2 separate regions of the Danio rerio genome follow, and region 2 is linked to region 1. The links are chromatin contacts, called in public Micro-C maps. All regions are on one chromosome and are shown on one strand. Each heading gives the region's core, a stretch centred on a gene start, on an enhancer-like site or on the middle of the called end of the contact. The rest is flanking DNA. Distances are from core to core; before and after follow the strand shown. Region 1 overlaps mgat3a (beta-1,4-mannosyl-glycoprotein 4-beta-N-acetylglucosaminyltransferase a). Region 2 holds the start of smurf2 (SMAD specific E3 ubiquitin protein ligase 2).

What was found. A called contact is a pair of places that touch in the nucleus more often than the background predicts.
Region 2: a Micro-C map of caudal fin shows a contact between it and region 1, with 2.4 times the contacts expected there. The contact joins the promoter of smurf2 here to the enhancer-like site in region 1. A contact is called at or near these places in 2 of 18 Hi-C or Micro-C datasets (caudal fin and an unstated tissue).

What each region holds. Positions count from the first base shown.
Region 1 is chr3:23,974,296-23,980,283 of GRCz12tu, reverse strand. It overlaps mgat3a (beta-1,4-mannosyl-glycoprotein 4-beta-N-acetylglucosaminyltransferase a), which reads left to right. Exons shown (of 3, transcript NM_001020649.2): 3 at 1-1,063. It overlaps LOC141381198 (a long non-coding RNA gene), which reads left to right and starts at 5,573. Exons shown (of 6, transcript XR_012400986.1): 1 at 5,573-5,732. Within about 2 kb of position 2,258, at least 3 of the 62 cell types and tissues checked have an H3K27ac peak or open chromatin away from gene starts, as enhancers often do. A contact at or near this core is called in caudal fin, where this site is marked.
Region 2 is chr3:24,110,641-24,116,628 of GRCz12tu, reverse strand. It overlaps smurf2 (SMAD specific E3 ubiquitin protein ligase 2), which reads left to right and starts at 3,141. Exons shown (of 20, transcript NM_001114426.1): 1 at 3,141-3,330. The coding sequence starts at 3,279. kpna2 (karyopherin alpha 2 (RAG cohort 1, importin alpha 1)) reads left to right here. Exons shown (of 11, transcript NM_001002335.1): 7 at 488-751; 8 at 839-1,072; 9 at 1,161-1,343; 10 at 2,112-2,261; 11 at 2,488-2,718. The coding sequence ends at 2,577.

The DNA of each region.
Region 1 (5,988 bases), core at 1,009-3,508:
TAATTAAAAAATTAAAATTTCTTCATTTACTTACACTTGAGCGGTTATAAATGTTTAGGAAATTTTTAGGAACTTTTCTCTGTTAAACACTAAACTAAGCTAAACTTCTACTTTTCTGAAGAATGTTGACAAATAGCAGCTTTTCTTTTGGAGATTCTTCAGTGTTCAACGTTTAACAGAAAAAAAGGAACTTAAATAAGTTTTCATCTGGTTCGGACCAAGTGAAGAATGACAGAATTTTCATTTTTGGTTGAACTGTGCCTAGTATTTAGTGATTGGTGGTGAACAATGAAGGGCACCTCAAGTTGTTGTGCTTCATGACCCAATGATTAAAGCCATGCAGATATAATAACAAGGAAAATCAACATATTTGAAATTTAAATGTATGACTTTCTCAAGACTATGCAAAAGGATTTAGGCACTTTGTGACTAATATGATTTTTTTATATATATTTAAAAAAACGAGAAAGAAAAAAACTGTGTTCTTCACCAGGTTTCACTCCTATTACCATAAAATCTCCATAACTTAAAGGGACTTGATGGTTTGATACGAAAGCTATATCCTTATAGATATTTATTGGTTCCATAAACTGGTGGTTTATGTTTTTATAATGCAAATCTGCCTGGAATATTTGTTATGTCAGGACTGACTTGTTTGGAACATTATTTGCATGATATTGTAATTAGAAAATGTGGTGACAAACAAATGAAAAGGTCTAAAAAATAGACACCGCAGTCTGTGTTTTTAAACTAAACAAGGTGTATAAACTGCTACTTTAGTGAAAAAATGCATCACTTACTGTTGTCTTACGATATTTATCCAGGAGCATAACTGGAGTATAACAAACTTGTTATACTTCAAAGAACACGCTTCCCTTGGAAATGTGCATTTTACAAGTCTGCTAGACTTTTTTTTTTTTTTTTATCAATTGCTTGTTCTGGCTGGGTCACATTAAGCTTAGCTTAGCATACTGAATTAAATCAGATCTGACTGTTTGTATTTTGCTCAAATATATCCTAAAGGTGTTTTGAGAATTTTCCTGTTTACAGCTTGAGTTTTCTGTTATTATTATTATTATTATTATTATTAATAATAATAATAATAATAATGAATTGTTGAATTGAATTGTTAATTGTTGAGTTGAATTGTTATTGGTAAAATCTGATTCAATTCATTATGCTAAGCTATAAGTGACCTCGTCAAAACAAGAAATTGGTTAAATTGATTCAAAAATGGTTCAAATCTACTGTTTGACTAGTAGAATTGTAAAATCTTGTTTCCTAATGATAAAACTTGTAAGATTTGTGCTAAAAACACAGCCATATCACCCTGCAGCTCACTAAAGCTAAGCAGGGTTGAGCCTGGTCAGTTCCTGGATGGGAGACCACATGGGAAAACAAGGTTTCTGTTAGAAGTGGTGTTAGAGAGACTATAGCAAGGGGTGGCCTATGCCTATGATCTGTGTGAGTCCAAATGCCACAGTAAAGTGAAGGGGACACTATACTGTCAGTGGGCTCTTAAACCAAAAACCAAGGTCCTGACTCTCTGTGGTCATAAAAAATACTATGGCACTTCTCGTAAAGAGTAGGGGTGTAACTTCAGTGTCCTGGACGAATTTCCTTCACCAGCCTTTACCGGTCATGGCCTCCCAATCATCCCTATCCACCAAATTGGCTATATCAATGTCTTTCCACTCTACCAATAGCTGGTGTGTGGTTAGCACACTGGCGCCGTTGTCCTGTGGCTGCTGTTGCATCATCCGAGTGGATGCTGCACACTGTTGGTGGTGTGGAGAGACCCCCCTCATGATTGTGAAGCGCTTTCAGTGTATGTCTACACACAATAAATGCCCTATATTAATACATATTACATTATATATAAACACACATTAAAAAAAGATAAATGATGTCTTGTTTCTACCTTTTTTACTAGATGATAAACACAAGACACGGAATTAAGTATTGGACATATATAAATGTTTTTAACTCCATAAAGGACAATACTGTGCCTGTAATGCCACTTTCACAGTCCGCTGAACTATGATGGCCTGTCACAGCATGTAAAGATGTAAGATCTATACTGATGGTGCTCATGTTTCAAGGCTTTCACTGGGTCCGTCATGCTCTGTGTGCTTGAATGCAGATATGTTCGGCTTTCAGACATCAGGATCTCTGATGTGGGTCTTGTAGATGAGCGTTGAAACCGGAACTCTTTAGTCAGGAAGTTAGCAAGAGCCTGTTTGTGTGTCAGCGAAGTTAGCAGCAAAAGGAAAGAAGTTATAAGATAACATACATTCATAGTCAAATATATAAATAGGAAGTAGTATCAAGTAGGACACTCAAAAAAGCTTTCAAGCCTTCAATGTTAAGGGAATTAAGCATGAATATGTCATATTTTAAGCTTGCTGATGTAGTGGGTGCTGTAACCCAATCAAGTTACTTTAGACTCATTGTATACTTTTTTTGTAGAAGTAGTTCATACTCTCTGGTGATCAAACCCATGACTTTGGTGATGTTTGAAACTTTTCCTTTTATTAAATTAAATATATTTAACCTTCATCTTGATAATTCTGGTCATTGTGGCCAGAGAAAAAGTGTTCACATAGCCTAGGCTACAGTCAACATTTGAAGTGGATCAAAACCTTTCACCAAAGCTATCCTAAAACAGACTTTTGTCCCAAAGACTACTGTTTTATGTAGTCTATAATAGATTTTCTGTCGAACAAATAAATGAAAAACATACTAATTTTAAACTTTGGTTGGCTATAAATATGTAAATAAATGTTTATTTGTTCCACAGATAATCTGTGTTGAGTTTTGTGGCCCCCTCTAGCGGAAGAATCTATGAAGTGCAAGTTTAAATGATTTATTTTCTTCACATAATATGTTTGAATATTCACGAAAAAATTGCTGAAATTGTCTTATTTTCTACATATAAACAAATATCAGATGTTTCGATGTAAAAACGTCTCCAAAAATGTATAGGCTATAGAAATTAGCTATGTGCACAGCTAGTTTTTTTCAGCCTTTGATGAACTTTAAAAAACTTTAAGTGATTATTTTCAATTTCATACGGTTTCTTTTACAGCATTGATGTTGTAATGTAATTCACATATAATCAGTTGCATATACTTGAGCATCTATTTGGCTGTTAAAGCGTAAAAAGAAACGAAAGACCATTTAAATGCATGCGCCCTCATTAGCAACAGGCTAGCACAGAAATTCCATTGAAAATACTGAGGTAAAATTGGTTTCTATATTTTAAAGACATGGCGGCTCAAAAATATAATTCAATGCAGTGCTTCTTGTTTAGCCTGATACCCACTTTATATCGTATTTCAGCCAAGCAGTGAATATCATTGATTTTTATAGAAATCAGATCTTAAACGCAGTGATTTAGTATGGGATGATAATGCACCGGAAGCCCTGAGGCTGGCTGACTGAAATGAAAAGTCTGTATGCATATACCCCATTAACTCACTAGTCTTTCTAGGAGTCCTTTTGACCTGTGACAGACACTTTAGAATCCAGAAGGCAGGATGAAGGTTACAAACAACTCACTAAACATTGGGTCAGTTCATGTGTAAAAACAAAGCCTTTTTTCGATCCAAGCCTGAGAAAGGAATTGTTTCCTAACGTGCCAGAAACATTAAAAGGTTTATACTGGATTGTGCTGGATTGTGACCAGCTCTAGTTGCTCAGTCGCTGGGTGGGTGGTTTCTTTCTATGGGATCATAAGGCAACAGTGTGTCTGTTCATTCGAAACCCTCACAGGACTAGAGAGACGAAATCAAATCTCAGCTGCTTTGTCTTATTCTACATTTTATGTGACAGACATGAACCTTGTAACCTGCCCAGTTATGAGAATCACAGAGTGGTTTCCTGATTTTTACTAAGCACATAGTTGTTTTGTACAGGAATTCTTTAGTTTACAATTAGTTTTGTGCACATTTTTCTTTTAAATCCTTTTGTATCATGTTTGATTATAGATGTGTTGTTGCTGAACTGCTTGTTTTATGCTTTGTCATGTGGTTTTTATATGACTACAGAGAAATGAATCGTTTACATAATATGTGAGAAATATGTTTTTGCAGGGCCAATGTGCTAAACTGTTGCACTATTGCAAAACTCCTTTAGAGAAATTAAAAGCCATAATCTTTACAACAGAATGCTGATGATCAGTAGGTCAGATGCTTGACTGTACCAGCTCATCAAATACAACAGTTTAATATATGTTTGAGTGTTACTCAATTATGATTGTTTTATGCTTTAATGATTGCCATGCAATTGATGATATTTGAATTTTAATTAAACTAATGCAATGAGACAGGTCTTTTTCTGTTTATGGGGTTTCACGGGAATGTGGTTCCTTTTACTCGACTAAGAAATATTTTTCAGAGGAGAAATGAATCATTGCTTTTACATATAATTCATGTAGAAAGTGAATTGTTTTTAGAATTATGTATTTATTGAGAAAAATAAAATCAGACTTTTTCTTCTTTGCAAGTCATGTTTTCTATAAGCATCATTCCAAAATTATTATTAATCTCTGGTATTGCAATTATGATGCTATGAACTATTTTCATTCACCGCTAGAGGGTGTAAGATTAGCAGTGTTCATTTTCTCTGCACATCAATTAGCCTGGATTGAGGGAACTGTTCACTCCAAAAAACAAAAACGCATAAATGTAATTATTATGATGATAATAATAAAATAAATCAAGAAGTAAAGCTGTAGAGGCATCAATCATTTATTTTCCTTTTGGCTTAGTTAATTTATTAATCAGGGGTCGCCACAGCGGAATGAACCGCCAACTTATCCAACATACGTTTAATGCAGCAGATGCCCTTCCAGCAGCAACCTAACACTGGGAAACACCCATACACTTTTACACACATACACTACAGCCAATTTAGCTTACTAAATTCACCTATAGTGCATGTCTTTGGACTGTGGGGGAAACCAGAGCTCCTGGAGGAAATCCATGCCAACATGGGTAGTCATGCAAACTCCACAAAGAAATGCCAACTGACCCAGCCAGGAGCTCGAACCAGCCACTTTCTTGTTATGAGGTGATCTTGCTACCCACTGCACCACCATGATGCCTTGTTTTTTTTTTAAATAAGTTTCAATATTGTATTACATGTTTCTCCCTGAAACTGTGGTAATTGAGACATTCATAAACTCCAAGTCAAAGGTTATACATTATTAAAGAGTAAAAAAAAAAAACAATCAATAAAAAACAAATTAAATTAAACCAACTAAATTAATAAACACCACGTCCATTTTTGGATGAACTATGCTTTTAACACCTAATATTTAATTAAATACTTGATTTGATACTTTCTAATTATATAATCAGTTTGATAATTATTTATATGCTAATTAAATGTTTCCGATAAAGTTAACAAGTTAAAATGTAATGTTAATGTATTAATTCTCTTTTCTAGATTTATTTTTTTTGACCAACAGCTTTCAGACGTCTGATCAGTGACCCGAAATCGACCAATTGTATATGTCCTTTAAATGGGCGGGACTTGTTGTCACGACGCTCATTATCGTCTGTAAACTAGTTGTTTGTAGCAAAGACGGTAGGTAACAAGGAGAAATTGCTTGCCACTTGATATTAGTATGCTTACACAGTTTTTAACGGAGTTAACTGCCAAATGAAGACCAACAGCAGAGCTTAATTTGAGAACCCGACTTTCTGAGGGGAATTTCAAAAGGCTCGGTAAGTCAATTAAAGAAAAACTTATATCAGCTGGTTTTATGATGGCCGCCGCTGCCAGTTTTATTTACGTTAAGCTTTGTTTGTCTTTTTGGAATGTTAAAAAAAGGATTAACGTGACGACCTTTATATACATTTGCGCTGATTTTGTTTAATAATGATATTTTCCCCCTAAAGCAGATATTTTGTTAGAAGATGATCCGTACGATGACGTTAATGAATGATGGTTTAATTTTACTTTTAAAGTTAGTTAACCCAA
Region 2 (5,988 bases), core at 1,892-4,391, 140 kb before region 1:
TCCAACCTAGAGTCGATTATAAAATCGTCCTGCATACTTTTTAAGGCTATCCATAACCTCACACCAGCTTATTTGTCTGATCTCTTCCATATCATCACTCATTTCTGCTCCCTTAGATCCTTCTCCTCCATACACTCTGTTCCCTCTGCCAAAGCTATTTGGCTATTTGTATTTTATAATCTTCTCTTTTTTTTTTTTTTTTTTTTTTTTAAATATACTGTGGGTTTATTTTTAAATTATTGAATTGTGTATATTTGTTGTACAGTGATCATGGGTTCTTGAAAGGTGTATTGCATAAAACGTATTTAAAATTATTAGCTAAAAAAAATTAAAATAAAGGTTTTTACATGTATTATCTCTAAACCTCAAACAATGTTGTTTTTGGTGTTCAGGACTATTTGTTTTAAACTGTAGTGAGCATGCATTACCGCTAGATGGCGTGAAAGCTGTGTAGAATTACCCTGACCAGCCAGTTTTTCTTCTACAGGCTGGTTACCTGAGGAACGTCACATGGACCTTGTCAAACCTGTGCCGCAATAAGAACCCTGCACCACCTCTGGAGGCTGTGAAACAGATACTACCCACACTCATCTGCCTTCTGCAGCACAGTGACAAAGAAGTGCTTGCGGACACCTGCTGGGCCATCTCTTACCTGACCGACGGGCCCAATGATCGCATTGAGGTTGTGGTGAACGCCGGTGTGGTTCCTCGACTGGTGCAGCTACTGGCATCTGGGGAGCTGTCCATTGTGGTAAGTTGGTGGAAAGTAGTGAACTCTTGAGTTATACGTTTAAAATGGTAAATTTAATAATAACTTTTTTATTTTTTCCTGCCACAGACCCCCTCACTACGTTCTATTGGTAACATTGTCACTGGCACAGATGAACAAACGCAGGCTGTGCTGGAGGCTGGTGCTCTTCCCATGTTCCCAGCTCTGTTGCGCCACCAAAAGAGCAACATTCAGAAGGAGGCGTCCTGGACTCTCTCCAACATCACGGCTGGCAGAGACTATCAGATTCAGGAGGTCATCAATGCTGGCATTGTGCCGTACCTGGTGGAAGTTCTCAGACGAGTATGTCACCACATGAACACAATACAATACTTGTTCATGAAGTTAATTTATTTTCAACTTAATTTTTTCTCTCTCTTGCCTCATGCAGGGTGATTACAAGACCCAGAAGGAGGCTGTTTGGGCAGTGACCAATTATACCAGCGGGGGCACAGTAGAGCAAGTGGTTTACCTAGTTCAAGCCAACGTATTGGAGCCCTTGTTGAACCTGCTCTCCACTAAGGACAGCAAAACTATTCTGGTCATCTTAGATGCCATCACAAATATCTTTTTGGTATGAGTCAATTTTAAGTTGAGGGTAAATGAGTTTTATTGATCTTATTGAAACCAAGTATAGATGATTTTCATCTCGACTGCTACATCTCAAAATAAGGAGTGAATCAGATTTTATTAAATTTTTCTCTAAGAAGTTTGTCACATGTTGCCACTTGTGTGTTCAGTAGCTCTTCTGTCATGTGTGCATTTACAGACCAATTTATTTGCCCTCCTGTGAATTTTATTTATTTTTTAAAATATTTTCTAAGTGATGTTTAACAGACAAGGGCATATTTTTTATTTTTTAAATGCATCCTACTGAGGAAAAAATATAAAGGGAAGTCTTGTTTCTTTTAGTTTGACTGGAATAACAAAAAATACAATTAAACTGTTAACTGGTGAGGTTGATGTAATTGGCCCGACTACTCTAAATCTCTGGATGCTAATCTTGCAAAATGACTAGTGATAATGATGTTTTGTTCTGATATTTAGTTACAATATTATTTGGTATAATCCCCTCTGACCCACACACAGTTATGACTCACTTTGGCTTCGTTATTTCAGATTGACTGAAAGAACTGATTAATCCAATTTTCTAGTCGCATAAATTAAGGAAACATCACAAACTTTCTGTCTGTGCATTTAAAGTTTTACTTAGTAAATGCATTTACTTTGTAGTCTGAGCACATTATTTTTATTCCAATAGTCCATTAATGCAAATAGGTAGATCTGGAACATGACATTATTTTGTTGTTCCTCTGTTAATATAACTTTGTTTTGTTTTTAGGCTGGAGAGAAGATTGGTGAGGTTGAAAAGCTGTGTTTGATGATTGAGGAGTGTGGTGGCCTGGACAAAATCGAAGCTTTGCAGTCTCATGAAAATGAAATGGTTTACAAGGCCTCCCTCAACTTAATTGAAAAATATTTCTCTGGAGAGGTGGGTTGATCAAATTTTGAATCTCTAGTTGCGCATTATGCATTCTTTTTTTGTGTGTGTAGAGTTTTATCAGTCTGCATATTAAAACTCTGAATTATTATACATTCCACAGACGGGATGGGGGGGGGGGGGGGGGGGTAATCTCAACTTTGAAGTTTAGTTTTATCTTTTGCTTTTAATTCTTTCAAGAACTGCTTTTCCTAAATCCCTGATTTCTGTCTTGCAGGAGGAAGAGGATGAATGTGTCGCACCTGAAGCTACAGATGATGGTTATGCATTCCAGATCAACGAAAACCAAAGCACTTTCAACTTCTAAATGTCTGACCTGTGAAATACTTTTGTATGATTGTTCCGATCATTTCTGCACGCCACTTATCTTGTTCATGTTTGTCTCTGTTTGGACCTCGTGCTCCAAGTTGTACATATGAATCTGTCAGTTTTAATTGTTGCAAATAAACCAACCGAAAAAGAACCAAAGTTGTTTTCTTCTATATTCAAGACATGGACTAAATAAAATATGAATAAACAATAAAGAGGAAAGACTGATGTTAACCGCCAAGTGAAATAAGTGTATATCCTACAGCACTATGAATATCAAGTAGGTCTGATGTCACAGTCTGGGCGGTTTAAGCGGCTCCACAGACACCTTGCAAACCACATTTCCTCAAATCGGTCGCCCATAAGCGATACAACTTTTCCCTCAAGGTCTTGGAATGGCAGTAGACGCCGAAAGCTGTTTGTTCGTGGAAAATATGTTAAACTTCGGGAGGTCTCTGTAAGCGGATCTTTTGAGGGGACGTCGTGGATTTACTTTCACAGACGGTAGAAATACGAGGAGCGCGTTAAAGCGTGTGTATGTATGCAGACATGGCAGGGCTGTGCACATCCGGGCCACAGGACCGTGACTCCATTATTTTCTGTTCACTGTGAAACTGGCGTTGAGGGGAACCAAAAAGCAACTCTGTAACACATTCGACCCGTTTTTTGTAGTAGTCAGCCTGGATAAGGGTCAAGGACATGTCTAATCAAGGAGTTAGAAGGAATGGACCCGTTAAGTTGCGTTTAACAGGTAAGGAATATGCGACATCGTACAGTTTCATCTGAAACTGGCTAGCTGGCTAACAGCTATTGCTGTAAGTCATTGTAGTTTTCTGCCTTTTACCGTGAACCTTCGCTTTGAAGAGCTCTGCGAGTGTGTTTATTTGTCAGATTATATGTTTTGGGTTATGGTGATAGTATGACTGAAACTGGCGTTTTGTTGCAGCGTTGCGTTCTTTAGCAGGTTGGACAACGTCATAATGGAGCCTCAATGGAGCGCGAACGCAACAATTACATTTCTTTAGCTTCAATTGTTTACATTCTTTTGGTTGCGTTGTGATTATCGTTTAAATACGCGCAGCTGCTGATGTGGACGATTGGCTTCGCGAAGAATACGGCTTATTGGCATGAATTGAATTCTTAAGCTTGCTTTATGTAGCCCGTTGCCCCAAATGCAAAATGTAAGAAATCACGTTGCTTCAGTCACTGCAATGCTAATCTGCGAGTGTTTATCTCAATTGTGTTTGAAAATGTTTGCACCAATTAGTACTGTAGACTACACTAAATACTACTAACTAGTGAGAATGGATATTACACGTTGCTTTATTAGATGGAAGAGTGCGGCAGAACATGCGTTAATATAGTATTTACCATAGAAAAGTTACACTGTTAAATGTTTATATATATATATATATATATATATATATATATATATATATATATATATATATATATATATATGCATCTGTATGTATATTTGTTACAACAACTTAGCAATAACTATTAATAACAGTCTACTGATTAATGCATGCGTTTAAAGCACGAGTTTGGTTTTTTCAAATTTCATAGTTAACATATTTTTCAGTTGTTTAGTATTATAATTATCCACATGCTTTTATTCGTAATGTTCTTGAACAGACTTTAGCTATTGTCTAAAAGTATTAAAAATAAATGTAAAAATTCTTACATATTCATTATCTGAAACAAAAAAATTACTTGTTTTATAAATTATACAAATCTTCACAATATAGGCAAACTACTACTCGTATACACTTTATCAGTGTGATTTGACTAACAGTAGAAAGACATACTATGATTTATGTTTATGTTAGCTATATATATTTTACAAATATTTCTTTTGTTCACCTGCATGCTAAGTTTAACATGATTTGAAATGCTATTTTATCTGACTTAAATGATTTTATTTTAGCTACACTGAATGGCTGTTACTTTAAAAGATGAGCAATTTATGCAAACATAAAGTAAGTTGTGTTTCCTGTGAGCGCTGCTGTTTCCTGTTAACCTCTCGGTTATGTTGGCCATTGTGCTTTAAGGACCCACCAATTGGCGACGAGACCCAACATTAAAGAACCAAAAAATGTAAATTGAATCAGTTCACGATTATCTAGCCGTCTGCATAAAAGTGTCTGTTCATGACCTCAGGGAATGCATTCCACAATGAAGTGGACTGTGCAGTGAAATCAACCTCCAAGTATGCAGCAGGATGTTGTAGTATTCATCATGACCCAGCACTGTGGTTGTGGGAGGAAGCTGCAGTCTGAGACACTTGAAGATTTGTCTGTGGGGCTCTTGAGATGTCTGGCTCGTGCATACAGAAAGAGCTCATTTTCCTCCCTGGTTGCTGTTGCACCCTTAAATGAGCTATTTTCACTTCGCCGTGGGTTGGAAAGAGGATAAAACTTTTACAATGACTGACCTGCTGTCATCTCTCAGCTTCTTACCAGTTTTCAGTGCTGCACTATATTGGAGATTAGCCTAGTTGCACTACAATGCAACCTTTTTTTCTAATTAAGACATCTTCTTTGGTTAAAACATTTAAATGCTAAAGCTCGTGTTTTAGTAGGATTATGACTTTAGAGTGGCTGATGCATATTTTTGAAGTATGTTAATGTGAATTTCATAAGCCATGCCAAACATTCTGATTTGCTTTGGAAAAGTTATTTTTAGTTTCTTACTTAAAAGTAAGAAATTAAGGTTGATCAGTGTAAATCATTGTAATACTGTTAGCACCAGACTTTGACTGATTTTTATTTACATTTAAATGTAAATGTACAATTTACATTTAGGATCATGGCGCTTAACAGGGTCTTAAGCGTTTTCAAAGAGCTTAGTTTTCGCAGGACAAAGATGCCAAATGTAACCACAACAAAACTTATGTGCAGGACACATGTGCAATCTGGCAGCCCGAAGTCCCAGGGCTATTGTTTTTTCAGTCGGGCTACCAAAATCTACACCGTGCATGGTTTAGATAGATTTTGGTTGTTTGTATTTCAAAGAAACCAAGTGAAACCACAACAAAAATCTGGTGGCGCAAAGTTCCAGGGCTATTGTTTTTTCAGTCTGGCTACCAAAATCTATCTAGATTATGCCCAGTGTAGATTTGGTAGCCCAAAGTCCTGGGGCTCTTGTTTTGTTGCTTTAAATTAAAAGATATCCTCACTAATGGGTGGGGCCTTCCCCCTCTGATGACATGTACAAAGGGAAGTTTTTATAAAGTGTGATTATAAAAAATAGAATTAATTAATTTTCACCTTTAGAAGCTAGCTATATTCCCACACTGTTGCCACAAAACTATTAAATCCCTTTTAAAAAGGATCTTTAAGTTCAACTTGGCAAGTTTATTACTACTCTTGAAACAAATTCAAAACAAACAATTCCAAACAAACCT